2 separate regions of the Gossypium hirsutum genome follow, and region 1 is linked to region 2. The links are chromatin contacts, called in public Hi-C maps. All regions are on one chromosome and are shown on one strand. The core of a region is the stretch at or near the end of the contact, and the rest is flanking DNA. Distances in the headings are between cores, read along the strand shown. Region 1 holds the start of LOC107951874 (synaptonemal complex protein 1). Region 2 holds the start of LOC107951875 (caffeoylshikimate esterase).

What was found. Hi-C and Micro-C count contacts between places; a contact is called where the count stands out from the background.
Region 1: a contact with region 2 is called in a Hi-C map of leaf, with 2.1 times the contacts expected there. The contact joins the promoter of LOC107951874 here to the promoter of LOC107951875 in region 2. A contact is called at or near these places in 2 of 34 Hi-C or Micro-C datasets (both in leaf).

What each region holds. Positions count from the first base shown.
Region 1 is chrA02:89,737,145-89,739,844 of Gossypium_hirsutum_v2.1, reverse strand. LOC107951874 (synaptonemal complex protein 1) reads left to right here and starts at 1,397. Exons shown (of 7, transcript XM_016887043.2): 1 at 1,397-1,672; 2 at 1,826-1,941; 3 at 2,022-2,140; 4 at 2,229-2,289; 5 at 2,392-2,618. The coding sequence starts at 1,514.
Region 2 is chrA02:89,538,905-89,541,604 of Gossypium_hirsutum_v2.1, reverse strand. LOC107951875 (caffeoylshikimate esterase) reads right to left here and starts at 1,369. Exons shown (of 2, transcript XM_016887044.2): 1 at 949-1,369; 2 at 1-292. The coding sequence starts at 1,255.

The DNA of each region.
Region 1 (2,700 bases), core at 148-2,647, 200 kb before region 2:
ATATGTCAAATTAATGTTATTTTTCATGTCATGTCGTGTTTTGAACATTTTATTATTATGATTCAACTTAGAGAATAATATATTAGTCAATAACATGTTTTTCTTACATAATTTATTAATTTTAAAAAAGATTAGGGAGTTTACGTCATAATTTTATAATTTTCTCATGTTTCAGTTTAATTTATTATAATAATTTAATATTAACTCTAAATTCAATTATTGATTAAATATTAATATAGTAAATAAATAATTATATTATGATGAACAAAAATTTACAAACACAAAAATCAAATTATAAATGTGAATCAACTCGAAAGATATGGAAGTTTATCAACAAATTATATGAGATAAATATCAAAACTATGTATAAACTTTGATTCAATGTGCAATGTCATACATGAACTTTGATTTTGTGAGATTTCTTACATGAAATTTTGATTTGATTCAATTTTCATAAATCACTAACAACATTATCGAATTAGTACCATTTTAGATTGATATATGGCATACACAAACAATTATATAAATTCAATGTGAAAATAAATGTATGTATCTATTTTTTAAATATGTACAATTGAATCAAAATAAAAGTTTTATATGTATATATATGAATCACAATTGAAGTTTCATATGCCTAATTGCACTAAATTAAAATTCATGTACAAATTTGATATTTATCTCCAAATTATTTATAATATAATATTAAGAAAGAAAAGAGAAACAAATAGTAGGGGATAGTAAGCGAGGGCAGATTTAGGGGGGCTGGCAGGGCCTTGGCCCCCTAAAATGTAAAATTCTTATTTAGCCCCTTAAATTTTTAAAAAAATTTAAATTAATAAAAGTAAAATTACACTTTGGCCTTCCTAAAATTATAAAAATTTAATTTAATCCTTTAAAAATTATAAAGATATAAGTTATAAAAAATTAAAATTTTATTTATTCTCTAAAAATTTATTCTAAGCTCGCCCCTATAATAAATTAAAAATATCAAGCTAATGACAAAAAAAAAACATTTACTCAACGACCCACAACCTAACGTTAACAAAGAAATTTCGAAAGATACCCTCTCATTCAATATTGTAAGATAATTCTTTATAGAAAATAATTTTAAATACGAAAAAAAACATAATTAAATTAATTTCTTGAAATATTTAGGATGAGGGGCGGCCTAAATAATATTTTTATAATGAAATAAATTTTATGAGGCGATTGGACCAAACGAATTGCGCGGCCATTGTATAATAACATAAATGGAAAATGCCAAGTATTTAATTTTGGCGTGGGACCAGCCCAGCAAATGTAGAATAATGTAGCCGTTGCACTCCCCCTTCGAATTTCGCTGACGTGGCACCACTTAACTTAAAGCTATCAAAAAGGAAAATTCTTATATTATTGTTTAATGATACACACAATTCGACCGTTAGCTTCTATTTCTTAATTCCCAAATCAAAAACACAACATTTTCTCTCATTCGTCTCTTCCATCTTCACAAGAAAAAATCTCACTGATAGAAATGGCAGTGGAATACGCCTTCGCCGACGAGGAAATGGTGATCGATGAGGGTCTCGGATACCCCAGAGCCTATGCCAAAATATGCCGGGACCGTAGTCTTGGTCCCTACCCCTATGGCCCTCCTTTCACCTTCATTCCTTACGTTTTGCACCAAAACGAGGTCATTTTGTTTACCACTTTTTTTAAAAAAAATTTCTTTCAAGAAGAAATGGGTTTTTGGCGTTTTGGGTGATTTTGTTCTTCTTTTCTTTTTGATGAAATGAGAACCGAGGCAATGGAGATTAACTACTAGTTTGTTTTTTGTATTTTGCAGAATCTGAGAGCAAAGGAACTGGATGAACTGTTCCCACTTATTGATCCAAAGGCAAGACCATCAGCTAAGCCAAAAATCTTCATTAATCTCTTGTGGAAGCAGCTAAGTCATTTAGGGTAATTAACTTGAACTGAAAAACTTACGAATATATATATTTGTTTTGTTTTTCTGATATCTATGGGTTTGTTTAAATCAGGAACGCGGGGTTTGATCCGGAAGTAATCCGAGTGGATCCGTACGGAAATGTCCTGTATTACCATGCTGATTCAGCTTCACCTCTTTCATGGGACATTGATCACTGGTTTCCTTGTTCAAGTACTTCAACACCAACCTATCTATTGTTTATTTTTTTGTTTTTATCTTGGGATATGTTTTAACCATGGTGCTGATTTGAAATCTTTAGGGGGTGGATTGACGGTTGCAAGTAATCTGCGGGTACTACAATGGCAAGTGTGCAAGAAAAAGTATAACAAGCTGAAATTTCAAGTTCCATGGTGGGATTTCCAGTTGGGAATTTCTGTGAACCAGTTCTTATCAATTTTCGCTTCTCGAAACTGCGATTTCAGGCACAGGGCATTTTCCTTCTTGTTTGCAGAAGGTGAAAATGAGGAAATAAATGCTTCTCAAACAGTGGATTCACATTCTTTCCCACAGCATTTTATCAAGTCAAAAGATGAATTCGGGCTTGCCCCAGCTGCTGTTGTTGTAACTCGGAAGGAACTATATGATTCTTCATCAGCTTTAAAATCACTGGATCACAACAGGCAGATAAGGCCACAGTCTCCTATTATAGGTCGGTTTATGTTATTCGGATTTGAATACGATCCCGATTTCCGAAAAAGTGTTCTTCAATCATTTGTCTCATGTCTTGGTTT
Region 2 (2,700 bases), core at 120-2,619:
CCAACCATCTTGTTATCCGGCATAGTTGCCCATGTATCAGCTAATCCGAAGAGCAGACCGTACACGAACAACCGCACCTTACTCGGCTTCATGTTCTCAGGCATCACAAAGAGCGGCGCCGAGAAAATTAGACCGGTCCAAGTTTCAGGGTCGGATTGAAAGTACATGAGCATTGTTGCTGCTCCTCCCATGGATTCACCAAACAGGAATGCGGGTAAGTTTTTGTATTCATCGCTGTTCCGGACGTGCTTGAAGAATGATAAGGATGTTGCAGCAACTTTCTCCATGTCACCTACATTAAACAATCACCACCTCTGTTGATGAACTTCAATAGCCAAGTATTTAATCATTTTTCTTCAAATATCCCATAGTTTAATATGATGATAAAAGTCTGATATTACAATGATATAGCTTAAAATCCCAGTGGAAGGTGAACAATTGTTGAATCAAAAGTTCATCAAAATAACATGCTACTTCAAGTTTATACTGCAGACTGGGAGGTTAAGGATGGAAGCAGCTAGGTGACTAACTAGAGGGCTTAACTGATTGGTATAATATCAACTTTGGTCCCTTTTAGCTATAAAATCTTAAAATTTAAGCAAATCTTTTAACTTCGCCCCCCTAAACTTTTAAAACTTTATTTTGGCCCAGTAACAAATCCCTGGAGAAGAAGGGCGACATGAACTCCCTAATTTTAACTTATATCAGGTGTTTTTTTTTTAATTCAGTCATATTATATCTTTACTTAACCCTCTGCTTATCTCAGGATTACTTCTCTTTCAATCCACAAACATAATATATATATATACATATCTACTCCATAACTTTCTCAAAAGTTTATCTTGAAGTTATAAAGTTTTTTTATATTATTAAAATATAATCATCGGATATCCAGTTTATAAATAACATTAAAAAAAAAAGAAAGAAAAGAAAACAGAGATAAATTACCTAAGTAGCAGCGGAGACCCTCGGATCTGCCATGGCCGAGAAGATCAGCGGCGAAAACAGCATAACCCCAATTGGAAAAGTTGATGCAGATCTTCTGGAAGAGCCAACCAGTGTCGGATCCATAGCCGTGGGTCATGTAGACGGAGGCCTTCACTTTTTTATCCAAGGGTAAGAAGCTCTGGGTGAAGAGCTTTCCGTTGGGAGTGTCGAAGTAAGACTTGGTGTTGCGTACACCCTGCGACCTGTAATAGTCTTCCTCCGGCATATCACCCCAGAAATTCGCCGCCGCAGCTGCTTCGCCTGCCATTTTCGCTGAACTCTCCCAACGTAAATGCGCGTTTGTTTTTTGGTGCGGAAATGATGTTTTGGATTTTGTTGATTTGATTTTATTTTCTGGGCAAAGTGGGAAAATAAGTTTCCACCAACCGAGTTCTTTGGGAGTGGGTAAGAGTTGGTGGACTGACTTTTGGTGGGCTCCACTTCAGGGGTAGGTTTGGAATTCCATTTTATAAATAAAACTGTATGAATGTCGTAAGAAATTGGATTTCTAATTATATTTTTTATTTAATAAATAAATTCAATTTTATTGTTTGGATTTACTAATTTTTATATGAAAATGCAACACAATGGTTTTTTTAAGGAAACACAAGGCTATAATAGTTAAAAGAATAACGAAAATAAATAAATAAATAAAATACATAATATATGTAACAGGTTTTTTATACAAGTAAGATTTAAACTTGTAGTAAACGGATGTTTGAATAATTTATGCAACAGTTTTTTAAAATTCGATTATAAACTACTATTGAAATTTAATTTTTATGATAATTAAGTTTAGTTCAACAATAACTTTCAACTTTGAAACCAATGTGTAAATTTTTTTAAATTAAATTCATGTTTTAATTTGAGAGTAGTTTTAATTACAATTTTAATAAATTAAACTCGAAAAATAACTCACATTTTTACATTCTAAAACCTGATTAAATTGAAACTTCATTTGCAACCTTGAAGTCTTGATTGAGTAGAATACCGAAACAGACCTTAGCAATATAGCATTTTGTTTAAGAAAGGATAAGGCTGTTTATTATTAAAAAAGAGAAAAGGTATAGGGCCCCACCTACGTTGGTAGGTAGGAGGCCCCATTCTCACCAACCGCCAGCCCAACAAGTCTAGTTAGACTCAATGTATGAATTATGAAAGGCCTTAGCAATAAGGTCCAAAGACATTTCATGGGCCTACAATCTATTATTTTCTCACTACTTGCTTCTTTATATCATTTCACTTTCTTTTTACGCTTTGATTTATCATTATTATTATTATTAATTTTTTTTACAAGTGAATAAGCACATTGCACATTACAATGAAAAAGGAGGAAAAGGTTTACAATTATCGGGATAGATTCCGAAACCTCATGCCAATTAATCAGGGACGTGATTGACAATTTTACCTTCTTTATATATATATATTATAAATTCTAACCTGAAATAAAATAAAATATTAAAAGTATTTAATAAATAAATAATATTAGGGATAAAAATTTATTCGATGAGGCCTATTCACTAAGAATATTCATGCTGTAGGGGTTGAATCATAGGAATTCCCTATTAATAATGTGTGCGGATAATACGTATGGTAAAACGAATTATTTTAATAATTAAAAAAATTAATGATCAATTATGATTGGCGAAGAGTTTTGAGTGATTAATTACAAATAGCAGTTGTTGAAGAGTGGATTGGTGGATAAAAATGAAG